2 separate regions of the Lactuca sativa genome follow, and region 1 is linked to region 2. The links are chromatin contacts, called in public Hi-C maps. All regions are on one chromosome and are shown on one strand. The core of a region is the stretch at or near the end of the contact, and the rest is flanking DNA. Distances in the headings are between cores, read along the strand shown. Region 1 holds the start of LOC111892056 (GDSL esterase/lipase At1g28580). Region 2 holds the start of LOC111892063 (signaling peptide TAXIMIN 1).

Region 1 (6,189 bases), core at 531-3,030, 170 kb after region 2:
TGCGATGTGTTGGTATTTTGGGGGAACTCAATAAGGTTTAGGCTTACAGTTTTGGGTTATGTTTCAAGTACCTCAGATGACTGTAGGAAGGAAAATGCGTGATCGTGCACCTCCTCATATTTTTTTTTATGATTTTGGGAGAACTCTGATATTAAACATGTTTTGAAACTAATTTGTAAATGATGATGACTTGTGGATTGGTTTTAAAAGTTTAAATTTTTTTGTGAAATTTATAGATGTTACAAAGAATGAGTGAAAATGCATGATAATGACAATAGTTATGTGAGGTTGAATATATTCATATTACCAAACAAACTATTGTGTTAATTATTCTAAGAGAATAGCACTGTCCATAAACGTCAGCGCAAATGCCATCCACATTTGAACTTAATATATATATATATATATATATATATATATATATATATATATATATATATATATATATATATATATATATATATATATATATAGAGAGAGAGAGAGAGAGAGAGAGAGAGAGAGAGTAAATTACAAGAATGATCCCTATTGTTTAGGTAATTTGCACGTTTGGTCCCTAACTTATTTTTTTTAACTCGGAAGGTTTCTACTATTTATTTTTGTTACGTGTTTGTAAGTGTTTTATCTAAAAAAAAACTATTTTGTCATTGATTTTTTAATTTATTTAAATAAACACACTTCCAACACCACCCCTCACCTTACCTTACATACCTCATCATTTTCCCTATTTAAATAAAAGTTTTTTTTGTATGGCAGGAACCAAACGTGTGACAAAAACAAACAGTAGGAACCAAACACGTAACAAAAACAAATAATAGAGACTTTTCGATTTAAAAAAATAAGTTATGGATCAAACGCATAAATTATCCCAAACGTAGGGACCATTCATGTAATATATATATATATATATATATATATATATATATATATATATATATATATATATATATATATATATATATATATATATATATATATATATATATATATATATATATATATATATATATATATATATATATATATATATATATATGTGTGTGTGTGTGTGTCCGTCCCAACAAAGTTGACGTATTATTTTTTCCTATGGCACATTATTTTTATAAGTGCAAGTGACTTTTTCTTTCTATTCTTATATTTGGCTTTTTCTAATATACTAATCATGATCTTATAAAAATAGCAAACAATAATTATTTTCAACTTGCAAGTGTAGAAATCTTTGAATATATTATAATGCATAAAGGTAATATTTTTTGCATTTCTATATCAAAGATAATAAATCTACTTTTTCCTTTATTTCTATCGACTAATACAATCAAGGCAAATCGGATTTTGATATAACGAATGTGAGTAAAATTAGAAATGTCGTGAAGGAGTGAAAAACAAAAGGAGGGGAGAGGATTCTTTTTGCTTTCGGTATATGGGCCCCAAATAGGTAACTCGAGCAATTAACTCACTAGTTTACTAAAGATGACTTATTTGAAATGTGAAATTAGAAATCGAAATAAATAAATAAAAATACTAAGTTTATTACATTAGAAAATAAAAAACATACATATGTTTTTATCTATTGATAAGATTATAGAATGTATTTTCTAGTCACACAAATTTGTAGTTTGGGAATAAGTCTTGAAACTTTATTGGACTGGGTCACCTAACCTACAAAAGGGTATAAAGGTAATTTCACCCATAAGCTCAGTGCATGTTTCGTGTCAGGTTCTTGGTGTACATCAGAAGCAAACAGTGCTTTTCTATTCCAATTATAAATACAGACACAAATAGATGAATCACCAGCAACAAAATTATCTTGAGCTCAATTTCTCCTTCATTAATGGCGATTTCACCGACTTTTCTTCCCATTTTATCCTTGTTGATGCTGTTAGCGACTTACACCATGAATGCTAATGGGTGTTATACATCGATCATAAGCTTTGGTGACTCGTTGGCTGATACCGGAAACCTAAAACAACTCACCACCAGATCAAACAGCCGGCCACCACATTTCATGTTTCCACCCTACGGTGAAACCTACTTCCATAAAGCCACCGGAAGGTGCTCCAATGGCCGTTTGATCATTGATTTCATTGGTATATATTTACACACTTTTATTTTTTTCAGTTCTTATTCGGTTTTCATCAACACCAAATTAGTTAAACAACTTAAATTTGTCAAAATAAATAAAAATATATGATTTGTTTATATATTTGACCCGTTCATAAACTTAATTTGCATACTAATATATATAGAGACATCTTGACTGATTCATGTAAACGTTTATATATGTATTTATATTTGATATGTTCGATCTCTTTTATTTCCTTGGTCGAAACTGTTTCTAAATATATGCTATTAGATGTATTTTTGTAGGGTTTTGAGGAAACTAGACTGTTTTTTAAAACATGAGAAAAAAAAAGAGATTTATATAAGTAAAAAATATGTTTCCATTAGAAAAGTGCAAAACTTACTTTTCTGTAAAAATTAAAAATACGAAACAATAATTTTGTTAGATATGATTTCTTTATGGGTTGTTATAAACACCCTTAGTGAAACATCACGTCCTCTTTAGACTTTAAATTAATAAGGTGATCAAAACTTATTAATCTTTATTAATATAACACAAGTTGTTATAAACTCTCACTTAAACTCGATCACCCAACAAATAGCAATTTCATGGTACAGCTAACAAAAAATATATTAATATATGAATTAAATGGATATTTTTAAGATTAGAATACCCTTCTTTATTATCAAAAAGGTACTTGGGTTTTGAAGCAAGGATTGTGTGAACTATACTTTAATGTAACATGTACTAACAAGTGTGATTCAACAAAATGTACGAAGTCGTACCTATTTGGTTTCTTGTACTTAAATTCAACACGTATGAATTACAATCTAATAAATGTTTTTCTTTTTCTTGAAGCCGAGAGTCTTGGTATGCCATTGATACCACCATATGAGGGTGTCAAGACGAATGGTATGTTGGAGAAAGGTCAAGGGGTGAATTTTGCAGTAGCCGGTGCGACTGCATTAGATTCAGCATTCCATGAAGCACAAGGGGTTATCAATCCATATACAAACGCGTCTTTAGGTGTTCAGTTGGAATGGTTCAAAGATTCGTTGCCTTCTATTTGTGGCACCCCGTCAGGTAGCCAAGTCCAGCCTAAACTCACCAATAAATTATTTCAAACAACTTAACATTGAAAATACCTGGGTTGTGTTCGAAAAACTAGTCATCGATAAGTTATCTCAGATACAACTTTTCAAAAAGCTAGTTTATAAGTTGATAAGTTATCTCAGATACAACTTTTCAAAAAGCTAGTTTATAAGTTAATTAGCATATAAGTTGGTATATAAGCTATTTTTATGGTCTCAATATATACTAAATTGCAGTAAATTCAAAAAAGAATCCTAACTTCTATGCGATAAAATAGTTCCAAAAGATAAAAAAAAAATGACTTTTTCAATTGTTCACCAACCGTGTGGATGTAGTCAACGGGTGGCGACTCACTCACCAACCTCTACAACAATAACTATGACTAACCGAAAAAACAATTTTGTATCGACATATGAACTTAATTTAATATTTTATCATTAGCTTACCGAGTATGGATATAGACTTTGGCTAAACTTTTATTTTTATGATGTTTATAAAAGATACACTCAATGTATGTTAGTTGATAGGTACTTTCAACAACCGTTAATTTTATCTTAAGAATTTATTTATATAAAATTCATAAAATTACTTTTATTTATTACAATTTTTCTTTAAATATCAAATTATTTTAAAGTTAAACTTTATGGAATTCGAACATATAGAACTATTTAATTTTAAAGTATTTAAATCTCAAATGATCTACTTTAATAGTTAATAGTTTGTTTACAAATTAAATTATATTAACTTGTTATTCATTTACATAATTAACACAACTCTAAGTCTTCAAAATTTTTGGGATCTTTTTTTGATGTTGACAATACCCATTATAATTAATTGGCCTTGAGAGTTGGTGAAGTTTATTTAGAGCCACATAATATTAGAACTATTTGATTCTTCTCAATAAACAAAAGGATGTAATGAAATTTAAACCAAAAATCCAAAAAAAGAATGTATATGCATCGAAGTATGTATCTTTGAATGTTCTGTTATTCGACCATATTTGACTTTGTAGTTGGAGTACACCCTACGAGGTCAACCTTTTGAAATGACTCATAATTAAGTTAATTAATTAATAATAATAATAATAATAATAATAACTGCCATCAATTTACAAAATATGTAAGTTGAATTTGAAGTCAATTAAAATAATGTGTATACTCTTATCAAGTTTAAAATATTAGAATTACATTATCTGGTAATAGAACATAAATATTTATTTGGTTTTCCTATATCATTCATTGAATGTAAATGTTTATTTTGCAGATTGCAGACACTTAATTAAAAATTCATTAATTCTTATGGGGGAGATCGGAGGTAACGATTACAATCATGCAGTAATCGCTGGAAAACCAATTGATGAGCTGAAATCATATGTTCCTCTTGTTATTAACACCATTGTTTCAGCTATAAACGTAAGTATAAATATAAAATCCTATACTACGTACATTAATCTAACATGCGTATATTAACTAAATTAAAATTAATCAATCAATCTGGGATTAATGCATGCAGGAGTTGATTGAGCTTGGGGCTGAAACACTTGTTATTCCTGGAAACCTACCGATTGGATGCTCAGCTGCGTACTTAACGATCTATTATGGTTCTGATTGGGTTAGACACGATAATACAACAGGTTGCATTATAGAGTTAAACAAGTTTGCTGAGTATCACAACGAGTTGCTTCAAACTGCATTAAATCAAATCCGAGAGATTAATCCCAATGTCAATATCATCTACGCCGATTACTACAACGCTGCCATGCAATTTTTCCAATCACCACAAAAATACGGTATTTAACACTCACTAATTAAGACTCTGTTTGGTAGACTAGCAGAAAAACTAATTGTTAACTGAAACATTATTTGCTAGTTGATATGCTAGCTGTCAACTGATAAAAAATAATGTTTGCTGAAACTAGGTTAATAAGTTAGCTGAAGTATGTAAAATTATATAAAAAGACATAGAATATTGAGTTTTCTTTTAAATATATATATTTTTTAAAACTCAACAAGGTCATTGAAACGCTAATATGAATAACTTTTTAAAAAGCTAGTTTATTGGTTTAACAAATATAACAACCAAATGCTTGAAAAATAAGATAGTTGTGACTTGACAAACATAACCTATTATCTTTTATGTTCATGCTACAATAATGGATTCATATGTGGAATATGACTTTTAATTAATTTATATACGAATATAAAAATAAATAATTATTTTTGAGAACTTTTTTTGGGCTCCAACTTGATGTATTTGTGTGTATATATAGGATTCACAAATGGAGCACTAAAGGCATGTTGTGGAGGTGGAGGGCCATATAACTACAATGAAAACGTAGCTTGTGCAGATCCTTTAGCAACGACATGCGTTGACCCAGAAACATATGCTAACTGGGATGGATTGCATTTAACTGAAGCTGCATACAATGTGATTTACAAGAGTTTATTTAAAGGAACATATACTACACCACAATTTAATTCTTTGTGCAATAAGTTAATTGTACAACCAAGTGATGCGTCATCCGGGTCTTTTGAAAGCTTCTAGTACAAGTAAATTAAGCTTGTAAATGAGATGGTTTTGTTAATGAAGTATGATTTAATTGTAATGCAATGTGATTTATGTAGTTGGATGTATATATATATATATATATATATCTTATTCTATCAACGTTTAAAAGACGTATTTTCAAGAATTTGTTAATGTGTACATATGTTATATAAAAACCAATTTGTTCTATCCTCTTGTTCATTATGCTTGGCTTTTTCATTCGCCTGTTATTCGAACCATTATCAATGGGAGCAAATGTATGAACTTATAGAAAGAAATATAAAAACCAATTTGATATAAATCGTTATCAAACCAATTTGATATAAGTTATATCAACGAGTAATGAGCCAAGCCTAAACTTGACTTGTTTTTTTCATGAGACTGAGCCACGCTCAAGACTCAGTTTTAACTTATAACGCTTCATAACAAGTCATGGGCTAAACCCAAACTTGACCATTTTTACAAGCCCGGGTCTCAAGAACACACAT
Region 2 (6,099 bases), core at 1,567-4,066:
AGAATGATTATTTGATGTGACTAGGCGAGGCTAGGTCAAGGTTACGAGATTCCGAAATATCGAGCACATGATGCTTAGACATCATACGAGGTGAGTCTTCTCACTATACAGTACCTGGAAGGGTACCTATGTGTGACTGAAAGGTCTGGTATGCTATAAGATATATGCATTGTATGTTAAGTTGCCTGTTTTGTATGCGTTATGTATGTTATGCTTGATATGGGCCGAAAGGCATTATGTTATGGGCCGGAAGGCATTATGATGTAGACCGGAAGGTCAGGGAGTTATGGACCGAAAGGTCGACACGGGTAGGACCGGAAGGTTTACCGGGTTGGGACGGAAGTCCCCTGAGACACATGGAACGGAAGGTCATGGCCTGGAAGGGCGTATGTGTGTAAGTGGTATAATTGGGGAACTCACTAAGCATTTATGCTTACAGTTGTTGTGTTATGTGTTTCAGGTACCAGCAAGGACCGTGGGAAAGCACCGGCATGAATCGTACACACACACGTAGGCGGATTTGGATATAATTGGTCTTGGGATTTGATATGTTTTGTACTATGATTATGATACATTGGATTTTTATGGTTTGGTTTGGAACAATTTATGTTTTTAAGAAATGAAAAATTGTTTTGAAAAATTACGTTGTTACAATAACTTTATGGACTAAGAATATATGAATGGGCTTTAGGGTAAGGCTCATATGAGGGTTTAGGCCTAATTTGGAAAATCGGGCCATAGGTGGGCCATAATTGGGCCTTTATGATTATGAGATGTTGGGCCATTAGAAATGCCAAATGTTTGGACTTGACTAAATGGTTGGGCCTTAGAATAAGACCATGTAAAGGTTTGGGTCCAATTTGGAAAATTGGACCATATGTTGGGCTTTGACTTATAGTTGACTTTTGGTCATGTGGATTGGGCCTTGTGATTGAGTCAAGCTAAGTTGAGGGTAAAGTAGCCTTTTACCCTAAGCATGGACTTATGGGTATATATTGGAACCCAGTTACTGATTGGGTGTTATTTTAATGATTGACAGTTCGAGAACCTGTCATCCAGCAGCTAGAGTTTTGTCTACAGGACTTCAGCAGTGTGAGGTGAATTATCTTCCAGTAGAAGTGGGTATAAGGCACCAAGTTCGACCCACGAGTAAGAGTTATAGTAGAGATAATCGTCTTCGTGATAATTATCTGGTATGTTGTTCTCTGTTATGATTATATGCTAGCATGATATGATGTGATAGTAGATAGTAGGAGGGGAATAGTCCCCGTGTTACGGTCGTAAGGACCGAATGGTAGGTTAGGCACCCTAGATATGTCTGACATTATGTTTATGCTATGTTATTATGTGGTAGTAGTATGGGTGAAATAGTCCCCATAGCAGTTTGAGATAAACTGGAGGGTAGGTCGGTGCCCCAGAATTGCCAAACAGGGTAGGTCGGGCACCCAATAATGGTCTGACAGGGTAGGTCAAGCACCCCAGAAATGTTTGACATGGGTAGGTCGGGCACCCCAGAATTGCCTGACGATATGTGTTTGGTATAGTATGTGGTATGATGAGGGAACTTACTAAGCTTTGTGCTTACGGTTTACAGTTTTGGTTTCAGGTACTTCGTTTTCAAAGGAAATGAGCCGACTCGATCGCAATGGCTAGTGTTATTTTGGAAAGTGGCTGATGTTATTTTGGAGAGTGATTAGTGTTGTCGATGCTAAGAAAAAAGATAGGAATTAGGATTCCATTTTTTTAAAACATAAATAATAATATGAACATTATAATTTATAAACTAATACTTAGATTAATATATGATAATATATAAATAATTATTAAATTAAATATAAATTAAAGTTAAATGAGTTGATGGGTTGAAAACGGGTTGATAATTTTTATCTGACCCAACCTGTTTAATTAAATGAGTTAGATGGGTTAACCAATTTAACTTAAATGAGTTGAAAATCTCAACCCAATCTGGTTATTTTGAGTTGGGTTGGTGGGTTGGGTCATTTTTTGTCAGCTCTAGTGAACCCATATAAATAAGTGGGTTAACGAGTCGTATATGAGTTTATGTTCCAAACCCGCCACCCTATGACCTGTATAGTTAAATGGGTCGTGTTCGGGTTTGTGTTTTTTAACATGTCAAACCGTTAACTCGCGACCCGCCAACTCGAACACGATACGACTGTCAAACCTACAACACACATGCTCATTGGGGATGGTGTTCACGCGTGGATAAAAGTGATGCATCGGATGCCGCACGTGCTATCCTCACCTATACTGGACAGTCTAACCTAAAAAACAAGTGATTGTTTATTAATTGTTAATCAAAAGGAAAAGTAGAGTATACTAAGCTATATGTGTTGCAGTATTGAAAAATTGCATTTTGACAGGAACATGTAAAAATGTCTATAGTACTAAAAAAATAGCTGATAGTATTGAGAAATTGTATTTTGATAGGACCCTTGTGAAGTTGATTTTATTGAGAAATACATACGAGGATTTAAGTAGGTGGACCCACCAACCCATTTGGCAACATGTTTGGCATATTTCCCTACCTTTCGACCCATTTGATAGGGAAGGTGTTGAAATTTGTGGCTAACGGGGTCATTGTAAAAAATACCTTAAATATATATAATTGTAATAAACTTTTCTGCGTAAAAATGAAATAAGATCTTAAATGAATCACTATTAAGTATTAACATTATTTTTATACTATTTCTTAATTTTCCAAAAAAGAAAAAAAAAATCAGTATTTAAAATCTGAAATGAATTTATATAAACGTTGTTCATTTTAATCAACAAAAATGTATTGCAGGTTGGGTGTGGAGTGTGGGGTGGGGTTGGTTGTGTATAGCTGTCAGAGTAGTTTATCTTGTTTGCTACCGTCTATTGTGTTCTCCGTCAACAAGCGTCAACGTTTCCTTAAATCAATCCTTATCTTCTTCTTCTTCTTCCTCTAAATTCCAAATTCAGTTCAATCATTACATCCAAATTCAGAATCAATCTCACCAGAAGAAATGTGTTGTTGCGGCGGTGATGACGACGACTGTAGATGCAGACCGTTAGGGTTTCTCTTAGGCCTACCGTTCGCCTTCGTCGCCCTCATCCTCACTATCATCGGCGTCGTCATCTGGATCGTCGGGTAACTCTCTCTTTCTCAATTTTGTAGTGTTGTCAATAATTTTTTGAATAAATTATGAAGCGATTTTTAGATTGAACAAACGGAAATATCAACGAGAAGTCGAGTAAAGTTTTATGTTGTGATTTTTTTTAAATGATTTGTGAAAGTGAAATCATAGATCGAAGAACAAGAAGTATAAACTGAAAAACAGAAAGTAAAGTTCGTTGATTGAAGAAGATGAAATGCTAAATTGTGATTTGGATTCGATATGTTTACAGGTTGATCTTGAGCTGTTTATGCCCTTGTTGTTTCTGTGTAACGGTGATCGTAGAGTTGGCGATATCGTTGATCAAAGCTCCATTCTCTGTCATGAAATGGTTTACTGAACAAATTCCTTGTTAGTTCCTTTTGTTTGGATACATGAATATGAAATCTGAATCGTTTTATCTTTTGTATAATTCTTCTCAATAATTTATATATATATATTTTTTTCTTGGAGTCGTATATGTATTGAAATTAATTATTACATATTAAATATTAAATAATCAGTAATAAGATGAATAGATGATATGTAGTAAACATCTACTAATCCACGTATCTTGATTATTCAAGAAATTAATATGTAGAACGACTAAAAAGGGTATATTTTATTGATCTTTGAAATATCTAAATTTAATGCATAGCCTCTTATTTCCTACAAAGTATAATTTGTTTTTCTTAATAAATGTGTTAGCTAATGGGAAATATGGATATAAAGTCTCTAAAATAGGGGTTAAACATAAAACAGTAATTTAGTTTTCTCTAAATAATTGGTTTTGTGGCGATTTGTATAAAAATGATTATCTAAATAATTTGTTTTAGTTTAGATAAAGTGGTTTAATTATTAAATATGGTTCGATTAACCTAACCAGACCAAAAAGAAAATCTGGTTCAAACCACTTTATAGGACCAAAAAAGAAAATCAAGAAAAAAAATCTGACGCTCTATTTGTTCAAGGGGGTAATTTTGATGAGTCTATCAAAGAGATTGCGTCACATGTCATCATTCATCATTCTATTTGTTGGTTTACATAATTTTGGATAAATCTTATCTATATGAAAATTATGTTTTTTATTTATTTTTATTTTATTTTATTATTATTTTTAACTGCAACATATTTCTACTAAATTACTTCTAACACCACTTGTGTTCCGAACAAATCTTGAACTCTCAACTTCAAAAAGAGATAACAACACCTTATAAATTTAAAGATCATATTTTGAACTAAACAGACAACAAACGTATATTGATTAATGTTTAGGTTAAACCTAATTAGGGTTTATGTATTTTTATATAATTGTCTTTTGAGTAATCAACCAATTTATTACTCTAGAGCTCCAGGTTAAAATTTTACTGCTGACCACAACCTACATCTGCCACCCTCCACCTCCGATGACATTCTCTAATGGTCGTCGGATGTGCTTTTATTATGCTTAATGTTTATCTTTTTCTTATTTCTTTTCCTAAATAATAATACAACTGTCGACGCTAAACCAGAGTTCCTCGACTTCTTCTATTGTCTCGTCTGCTTTTGTCTTCTCATCGGCTGACATCTTCTTCTTTGGATCTTTTTTCCGAGTCAGACTCTTTCGATGCTGTTGTTGCCTCCCTCTGATGGTTCCTTATTCGCCAAGCAAACCTCTGATCTTTAATCATCACTCTCTCTATCAACACTACAGTCGTTGATCTCGCCAGAATTAACTATGTCTGTCGCTGCTCGAACACTTTTTCTTTCTCACAATCTTTCTTCGAACTCTTCTGTCATCGGTTCCATGATCGTCCCTACCACCATCACTCCTCTCTTCTTCTACAATGGAATCGCCTCTAGCCACCAGTTCTTCTCTCTTATTCTCTACCGAAAGTTAGTTACGTTGTAAATGGTTGTGAAAATAATTAGGGATATTATCTCACTCATGACATGCATCTTACATGAGTTTTATTTATCAAGTTAATTACTCCTCTATAACTCCAAAACCAAAAGTTGTTTGTTCAGACTGGTGGGAGTGATTGTTGTCTCTACCATACCAACCACCCCTGACATCATCATAAACATCGCCCCTCCACTGTGGTTTGAGTGTGGTGGAAGCCGCACCGCGGTACCCCAAGGGAGCGCTCATCTGCTCTATTTTCTAAACATTGACCGTTGTGAATTGTCGATTTTTTTTAACCTTTACCCATTCTTTTTTAAACCTCTCAAATCATACAATTTTTTAAACAAACTAACTGACAAACACTTCATATTTTACCATTTTTTTATTTCCAAAACCTTTGAAAATGTTATCCTTCAAACAACGTTAGGCTAATCGTTTTTAATATCTAGTTTCTTTTTTTAGTATCTATTTTTTTCCAAGTTTTTAATCGTTTGATGTGTGTTTTTTATGTTGTAGGCTTAATATTTCTAGTTAGCTTTTCTATTTTTTTTTTCAAGTTATGCAATATAATTTTACCTTTAATTTTAATTAATGAAACATTATCTTTTTTTAAAAAGAATAAAGTTTTTATTAATTAAATATATATAAAAAAAAAACTCAAGTGTGACACCACTTCTTGTGCGTAGCAACAAACCACACTTTAGTGGTAAAAACACACGTGACGCCTACGTGACAGTGTTTTTTTATGAGGAAGTGTGACACCACTTATTTCGGCCTCAAAAGCAACATAAACCGCTAGAAAAAAATGTTGGAATGAACATTTAGAGTTCGCTTTGCATTTTTAACATCCAAGTCTTATTTAGGACAAAATGAAAATGGGGAAATTATGCAAAATACGATTGTTAAGGATGAATGTAAAACATACCAAAACTGTTACTGATTCTACCGATATTTTTAACGAGAAATTGTCCGTATAAAAGCTCTGATGAAGATGATGATCAAACATGTTACTAACCTATCAAGTTATATGACAAATAGGGAACTTCTAGCTCATAATACTTTACAAATGACTTA

What was found. Hi-C and Micro-C count contacts between places; a contact is called where the count stands out from the background.
Region 1: a Hi-C map of leaf shows a contact between it and region 2, with 4 times the contacts expected there. The contact joins the promoter of LOC111892056 here to the promoter of LOC111892063 in region 2. A contact is called at or near these places in 4 of 4 Hi-C or Micro-C datasets (bud, leaf and seed).

Annotation. Positions count from the first base shown.
Region 1 is chr7:32,493,520-32,499,708 of Lsat_Salinas_v11, forward strand. LOC111892056 (GDSL esterase/lipase At1g28580) reads left to right here and starts at 1,781. Exons shown (of 5, transcript XM_023888118.3): 1 at 1,781-2,087; 2 at 2,921-3,145; 3 at 4,418-4,566; 4 at 4,667-4,943; 5 at 5,424-5,890. The coding sequence starts at 1,832. The coding sequence ends at 5,698.
Region 2 is chr7:32,323,169-32,329,267 of Lsat_Salinas_v11, forward strand. It overlaps LOC111892063 (signaling peptide TAXIMIN 1), which reads left to right and starts at 2,817. Exons shown (of 2, transcript XM_023888125.2): 1 at 2,817-3,136; 2 at 3,394-3,613. The coding sequence starts at 3,012. The coding sequence ends at 3,517.